Linked DNA regions of Neogale vison: region 1 is linked to region 2. The links are chromatin contacts, called in public Hi-C maps. All regions are on one chromosome and are shown on one strand. The core of a region is the stretch at or near the end of the contact, and the rest is flanking DNA. Distances in the headings are between cores, read along the strand shown.

What was found. A called contact is a pair of places that touch in the nucleus more often than the background predicts.
Region 1: a contact with region 2 is called in a Hi-C map of fibroblasts, with 6 times the contacts expected there. The contact joins the enhancer-like site here to the promoter of IRF2BP2 in region 2. A contact is called at or near these places in 3 of 3 Hi-C or Micro-C datasets (fibroblasts, muscle and tongue).

The regions. Positions count from the first base shown.
Region 1 is chr2:152,374,766-152,377,623 of ASM_NN_V1, reverse strand. No RefSeq gene overlaps it. Among named protein-coding and RNA genes, the nearest start is that of TARBP1, 46 kb to the left of the region's middle. Within about 2 kb of position 1,498, the one cell type or tissue checked has open chromatin away from gene starts, as enhancers often do. A contact at or near this core is called in fibroblasts, where this site is marked.
Region 2 is chr2:152,310,264-152,313,079 of ASM_NN_V1, reverse strand. IRF2BP2 (interferon regulatory factor 2-binding protein 2) reads right to left here and starts at 1,405. Exons shown (of 2, transcript XM_044239340.1): 1 at 198-1,405. The coding sequence starts at 1,194.

The sequences.
Region 1 (2,858 bases), core at 249-2,748, 64 kb before region 2:
TCAGCCGTGGAAAGCAACGGTCTCTTCTCATTACCAGTCCCAATGATTTCCCAGATTACATTATGCATGTGCGTGGACGGCTTTGACTCACACTCTACGTCCCATTCACAGGAATTTAAGTGAGCAAAGTTCTATAATTAGGACTTGAAAGGTACTGATAACAATCCAGATCTGTATCCTGCTTTATGGTCCACAAAGCAGTTGTATAGTTACTCGTACCCTTGGTTCTTCACAACCGTGCTATGAGGAAGGTGTCATTGTCCCCATTTCATAAGTGAGGACACTATGCAGACATGTGCCCCTGAAAGAGGTCACAGAGTTAAGAGTGTCCCCGCCAGAAGCTGATGCTCATCTCATGACCTTTCCCAGATCCTGGGAGAATAGTGACAAGCAAACACAGAGAGGGAAACTGAGGCACAGACCAGCACAGTGGCTTGACTGATGACGCAGCTGGGACCGCTGGCTCTTAGAAGAACTTAGAGCTCCAGTTCACCAGTATTGACATGATTATCTGAGTTCTCACGAGAAAGGCTGTAGAGCAAGAAAGCATCGCACTTGGTAGGAGCTCGAAGCATTCAGATGTACGGCGTTCTGTCTCACAACATGCTTGTGTGATTATCTCATGTGAGCTATTATATGGGTCCAATGAAGAATGTCATTCCAGAATAGAAATCGAGCTCCGGGCCCTTTTATGATCCCGGGCAGAGTCTGAGAAATCTCGCATATGTGAATCACAGGAGAGAGGCAAGTCTCCATTTGGAATCAGAAAATGATGCAAACATTTCTAAGCTCTGGAAAGGGAGGAAAGCCTGGGCAGAACCAGGATCCACCTAGAAGATCCCGCTTTTCTCCTGCTCACTTTCCCTTTGACCAGCTGTGGCGGGTCTCCCCGGGCCCATCCTCCGCTTCAGAAATTGTGCCTGCCAGGTCTGTAGGACGCACCTTCGTGCGGGGAGGCAGTCTGGGCAGAGGAGAAGCATTTTCTGCCCACAGGTCGGCTTCCCATTCTGACTAACGTCCTTGAGTAAGGCCCCAACCCCAACACCAGGCCGTGTGGAGTGGAGGGTGTATATGTTTTTCTCCTTTTCCAAGTTCTTCTGTTGCATTTTATTGTTTTTCCTACTTAGATGTTAGGCTGTCTCCATGATGTGAGACATCCTTCCTTTCTAGAATTTCCAGGAAGCACAGTTCCCTCCCACGTGTTAGATTTAATGTAATTGAAACCAAAGTTTGAGGCTATTTCTCCTAATTCAGGAAAAGTTGTGTACTTGGCAACCCAAATGGAAAGAGACAAAAAAAAAAAAAAATACCCACGGTAGTGGATTTTTGGGGTGTTTTTCTCATTTTGGTTGTGTGTGTGTGTGTGTTTCATAAAGCACACAGGAGAATTACACTCAACGCAACTGCTGGGAGAGATAGAAACTCTTGTAATTCATGTTGTGCATAATGGATTTGGCAGGCCCAAGCACAGAAATTTCCAGAAGTGTTTGCGTGGCAGCAATTCTTAGCCAATTCACATTTTTTAGACGTCCTGGACAGCTGCCCGGCCTACAGAAAAAGTCTTGTATCTCCGCAAGCTTGGCTGGCCTCTCTGACGAGTTTCCAAACTGCAACGGCAACGTTGGATGAGCTTATTTTCAAGTGCCAGAAAAACTCCTGCTACTTATATTGTCACTAAATACCAGATGTGCTTAATAAAGAGCGAGCAGAGCCAAACCTAGGGTAATCAAATAACCTATCATTAACATTTTCTAAAAACAAAAAAATGCAATTGGAACACCAGATTACTGTTTTTCTTTGTTTGCTTGACGCCCTATTACTGGAACCCCTAGGGTGTTGGGAACAGGACTCGGGCGGGGAGGCCAGCTCTGGCAGCGATGAGGACGCTGTTTACAATCGCACTCCGCACATCTGAAACATGTGTGAGAAAGTCAAGGCCCCAGCAGATTTCCTCCAGCCCCTCTGCTGCTTGCAGCCCCTTCCTCAGCCCCCCTGGAGAGGAGCTCTGCAGGCTGGGGCTCTCACCACCGCGGAAAGCACTGAAGCCTTGAGGAACGTTGGGATTTGACCTTGAAGGAGAGAAACGCAGAGGGAGATGGGAGGCTAAGGAGCTGGGACTTCGCAAATCAGAGGGGATACAAGGGCTAGAAGCTGCTGTGGCTGGAAAAAAATGCAAAAAGGTTCTGGAAGGCACATGGGGGTGCTGTGTGGCTTTGTCAGAGGCCCTGGCTGGGCTTCAGTTGGTAGACCTTAAAATATTTCTTAACACCAAAAGCTCCAATTGCATTTTCGCTCCCTCTCATTGCTATAAATTCCCTTTCTTTCTCCCTGCCTCCTTCCTGCCCTCCTTCCTTTCTTCCCTGCGTCTTCCTTCCTTCTTCCCTCCCTCTCTTTCTTTCTCTCCTAGTTTGCTGGGAATCCTGTGGGAAGAGAAGTGTGGCTGGCACAGTCCACTCTTGCTGTATTCAAGGCATGACCTTGAATATCTCCAATATCTCCCTCCCAATGTCTCCCAATATCTCCCTCCTCCAGACCCTGATACCCTAGGGGCTCAATTCTCCAGACCTCTGGGCCTTCCATTTTTCTGGTCCTGCCTTCCCAAGCCCAAGATGACAAGAACAAACATCCTTCTCGCCCCGAGGCTGGTGACCCCAGTAGATGGCAGGCATTGAGTATCAGGGGTGATTAGGGAGAAAGATGGGATCTTGCCCTAAGAAATTGGAGAGTCAATAACTATTCTGAAAATATTTGTGATCTGCCTTAAGACAACTGTATAAATAAAGAAATAAGTGACTCAGCCTTTGGAGAGTTGTTTTAAAAAACCTGTTACTAAAAATGCCTTCTAATCCAACTGTGCC
Region 2 (2,816 bases), core at 156-2,655:
TAAGCACTGGTTCCGCCTCAGGCAGATCAGGAAGTTGGGTGTTTGTTGTTTCTGGGCTGGGGTAGAATGGTGAATGGAAAGAACACCCCCCTCCTCTGCTCTGCGCCCCCCTTTCTCCCCTAGGGCCCTCGCTCCACAGCCGCCCCTACCTGCTTTAGACCCGTTGGCCCCGTTGGCCTCGAAACCCAACAACCTGCCTGCAGTCAGGGCCGGCTCCTTCTTAAACTTGCTCTCGAAGGGCCCCGAGTGGCCGTGCTGGTGCAGCGCCAGCAGCGTGTCTCGCACGGTCTTGGGTCGGTTGACCCAGTCCTGCTCTCCGGGCCCGCGGCCTTTGCTAGCGCCCTCGGCGCCCAGCTCGGTGGCGCCGGCCGCGGTGGCCAGGCTGTCGGCCGCGCCGCGATGCGAGGGCGGCGGCGGCTGCTTCTCCTTGGCCGCAGCCTCGCGCTGCTCGTGCTCCACCGCCGCGCTGCTGGACACGGACGCCGGCCGCTTGTGCGAGCTCAGTTCGGCGGGCTGCGCCGAGCCCAGGCCGGCGGCCGCGGCCCCGGACACCGCGGCCAGCGAGGCGGCGGCGCGGCCGCTGAGGCCGAGCGCGGCGGGGAGCGGCGTGGCGGAGCCGTTCATGAGCGGCACCAGGGTGGGCGGCACAGCGTGCCCGCGCCGCGGGTTCGGGCTCTGGCGGTTCAGCTCCGGGGGCTCCTCCAGCTTGGAGAAGCCGTTGGGCACCAGGATGCCGTTCACGGGCGGCGGCTGCGGCGTCGGCGGCTGGGCCAGGCCCGCAGCCGGGCGGCTGCCGCCAAAGTCGGAGCCTAGGCGCGGGGGCCGCTCGGCGGCGGCCGCCAGGGGGTAGCGCTCCAGGGCCTGCGGGGCGCGCGGGGCGGCCTCGGGGCCGCCGTGACCCAGCTGCTGCTGCTGCAGGAGGATGTCCTTGGCCGAAAGCGGCGGCGGCTTGGCGGCGGCAGGGGTCGCGGCGCCGGGCGGGGAGCGGCCCTCCGGGAAGCAGCCGTGCGCCCGCTTGAGCTGTCGCGCCGTCTCGATGACGAACTCAACGCGGTCGGCGCCCTCGTAGTTGACGCAGCCGCGGCACACAGGCTCGGTGAAGTCCCAGATCATGGCCCAGGGCATGCGGGGCAGGTCACACAGGTAGCACGACTGCCGCCGGGACGCGGCCGCCACCGCCACCGCCGCGGCCATGTCCGAGGAGCCCGCGGCGCTGGAGGTGGAGGAGGAGGAGGAGGCGGAGGAGGAGGGGGCGCCGCCGCTCCCCGCCGGCACCACGCGCGCCCTCCTCCCCCCCCAACCCCGCGTCTCCCCCACCAGCGGCGGCGGCGGCCGCAGAGGCGGCGGCGGCGGCGGCAAAGCCCGCGAAGGCTCGGCGCCCGCGCAGCGCCCCCGGGGCACGAGGGGCGGCGGGCGCGGGGCGAGGGGCTGCAGCCGCGGCAGCACGTCCCCCCGGCCGGCGCGGGCGCGGGCGGGCGGCGGGGGCGGCGCGGCGCGGCGGGCGCGGCGGCGGCGGCGGGAGCTCGGCCGGGGCCGCGGCCGGCCTCCAGACCGGGGCGAAGACGGGCCGCGCGGGCGCGGGGGGAGCGCAGCAGGTCGCGGCGGCGGCCGGCGCGGAGTGCGGGGCGGGGGGCGGGGAGGCCGGGGGGGCGGGGGGCGGGGGGGCGGCCGCCGGGGCAGGCTCAGCCCGAGCGGCGGGGCATGCCGCGCCGAGGCGGCGGCAGCAGCCGGACGGCGTGGAGCACGGGCGCGGCGCGGGCCACGGGTCGCTCCGCTGTTCTCTCACAGCTCCCGGCGTCGCCGCTCTCCAGCGCCCGCGTCAGCGCCCAGCCCGCCTCTGCTCCGCCGCCGCCGTCGCTGCTGCTGCTGCCGCCGCGGCCGCTCCACTTCTACAGACTTGATTCTTCGACAGCCTCGCACGGCGCCTGCGCGGGCCCCCTCCCCTCGCGCGCGCGCCCGCCCTCCCCCGCGCCCGCGCCCTACCCCTCCCCCCGCGCGGGGAGAGAACGAGCGCTGCCGGGAGAGCCGGCTCCGAGGCGCCCGCCCGCGGGTCAGCGCCGCCCGAGTGCGCCGCGGCCGGTGTCCCCGAGGGGAAGGCGGCGCGGCCGTTCCAACGCTCGGCTGCCTCCACTACTCGGTCCCCATTCCTCCCCTCCAGGACGTTTGGGCCAAATCGCACTAGTGCTAGTGTTTTCAAAAGCCCCTCGGTGACTGGCGCTGTCAGTCTCGAGAGCGGGGACTGTCAGTGTGGCGTGGCTCAGTTCTGTTTCTGAGTTACGTGTGGACTCACACTGGGCGCTTGCACACTCGCACCCGTCGGGACGCACGCGCGCGCCGCGGTGCCCTAAGTTTCACGAACGGCGGAGTCTGCGCCCGGGGCCGCGTCCGCACGCCGATCGGCCGAGGCCCGGGGACCCTCGCCAGCCTCAGCCCCGCCCTCCCCAACTCCTCCGCAGTGGCCCGCCCTGCCGAGCCGGGACCGGCGGGTGGGGGTGGTCCTCGCGGCGCCGGCAGACCCCGCCGCCTCCTGTCGGACCGCGCGGGTGGCGCGTGACGTGGGCGCAGAGCCGCGGGCCCGCGTGCGCGGCCGCCGCCGAGTGCGCACGCTCCGTTCGGACGTGAGTCGGCGCCCCTGGCACTGGCGGCCTCATTGAACGAATGCACATTCCAGGGATCCGGGGTCTACGGCCGGCGCGGTCGCGTCACCGCGCAGGCTCCGCCCCCTCCGGCGACAGAAGGCCTCCGGGCCCCGCCCTCGGGACCAAACTTGGGCTGGAGGGGGCGCGGGCGCCCGGCTCCGCGCGCGCCGTGGGTTG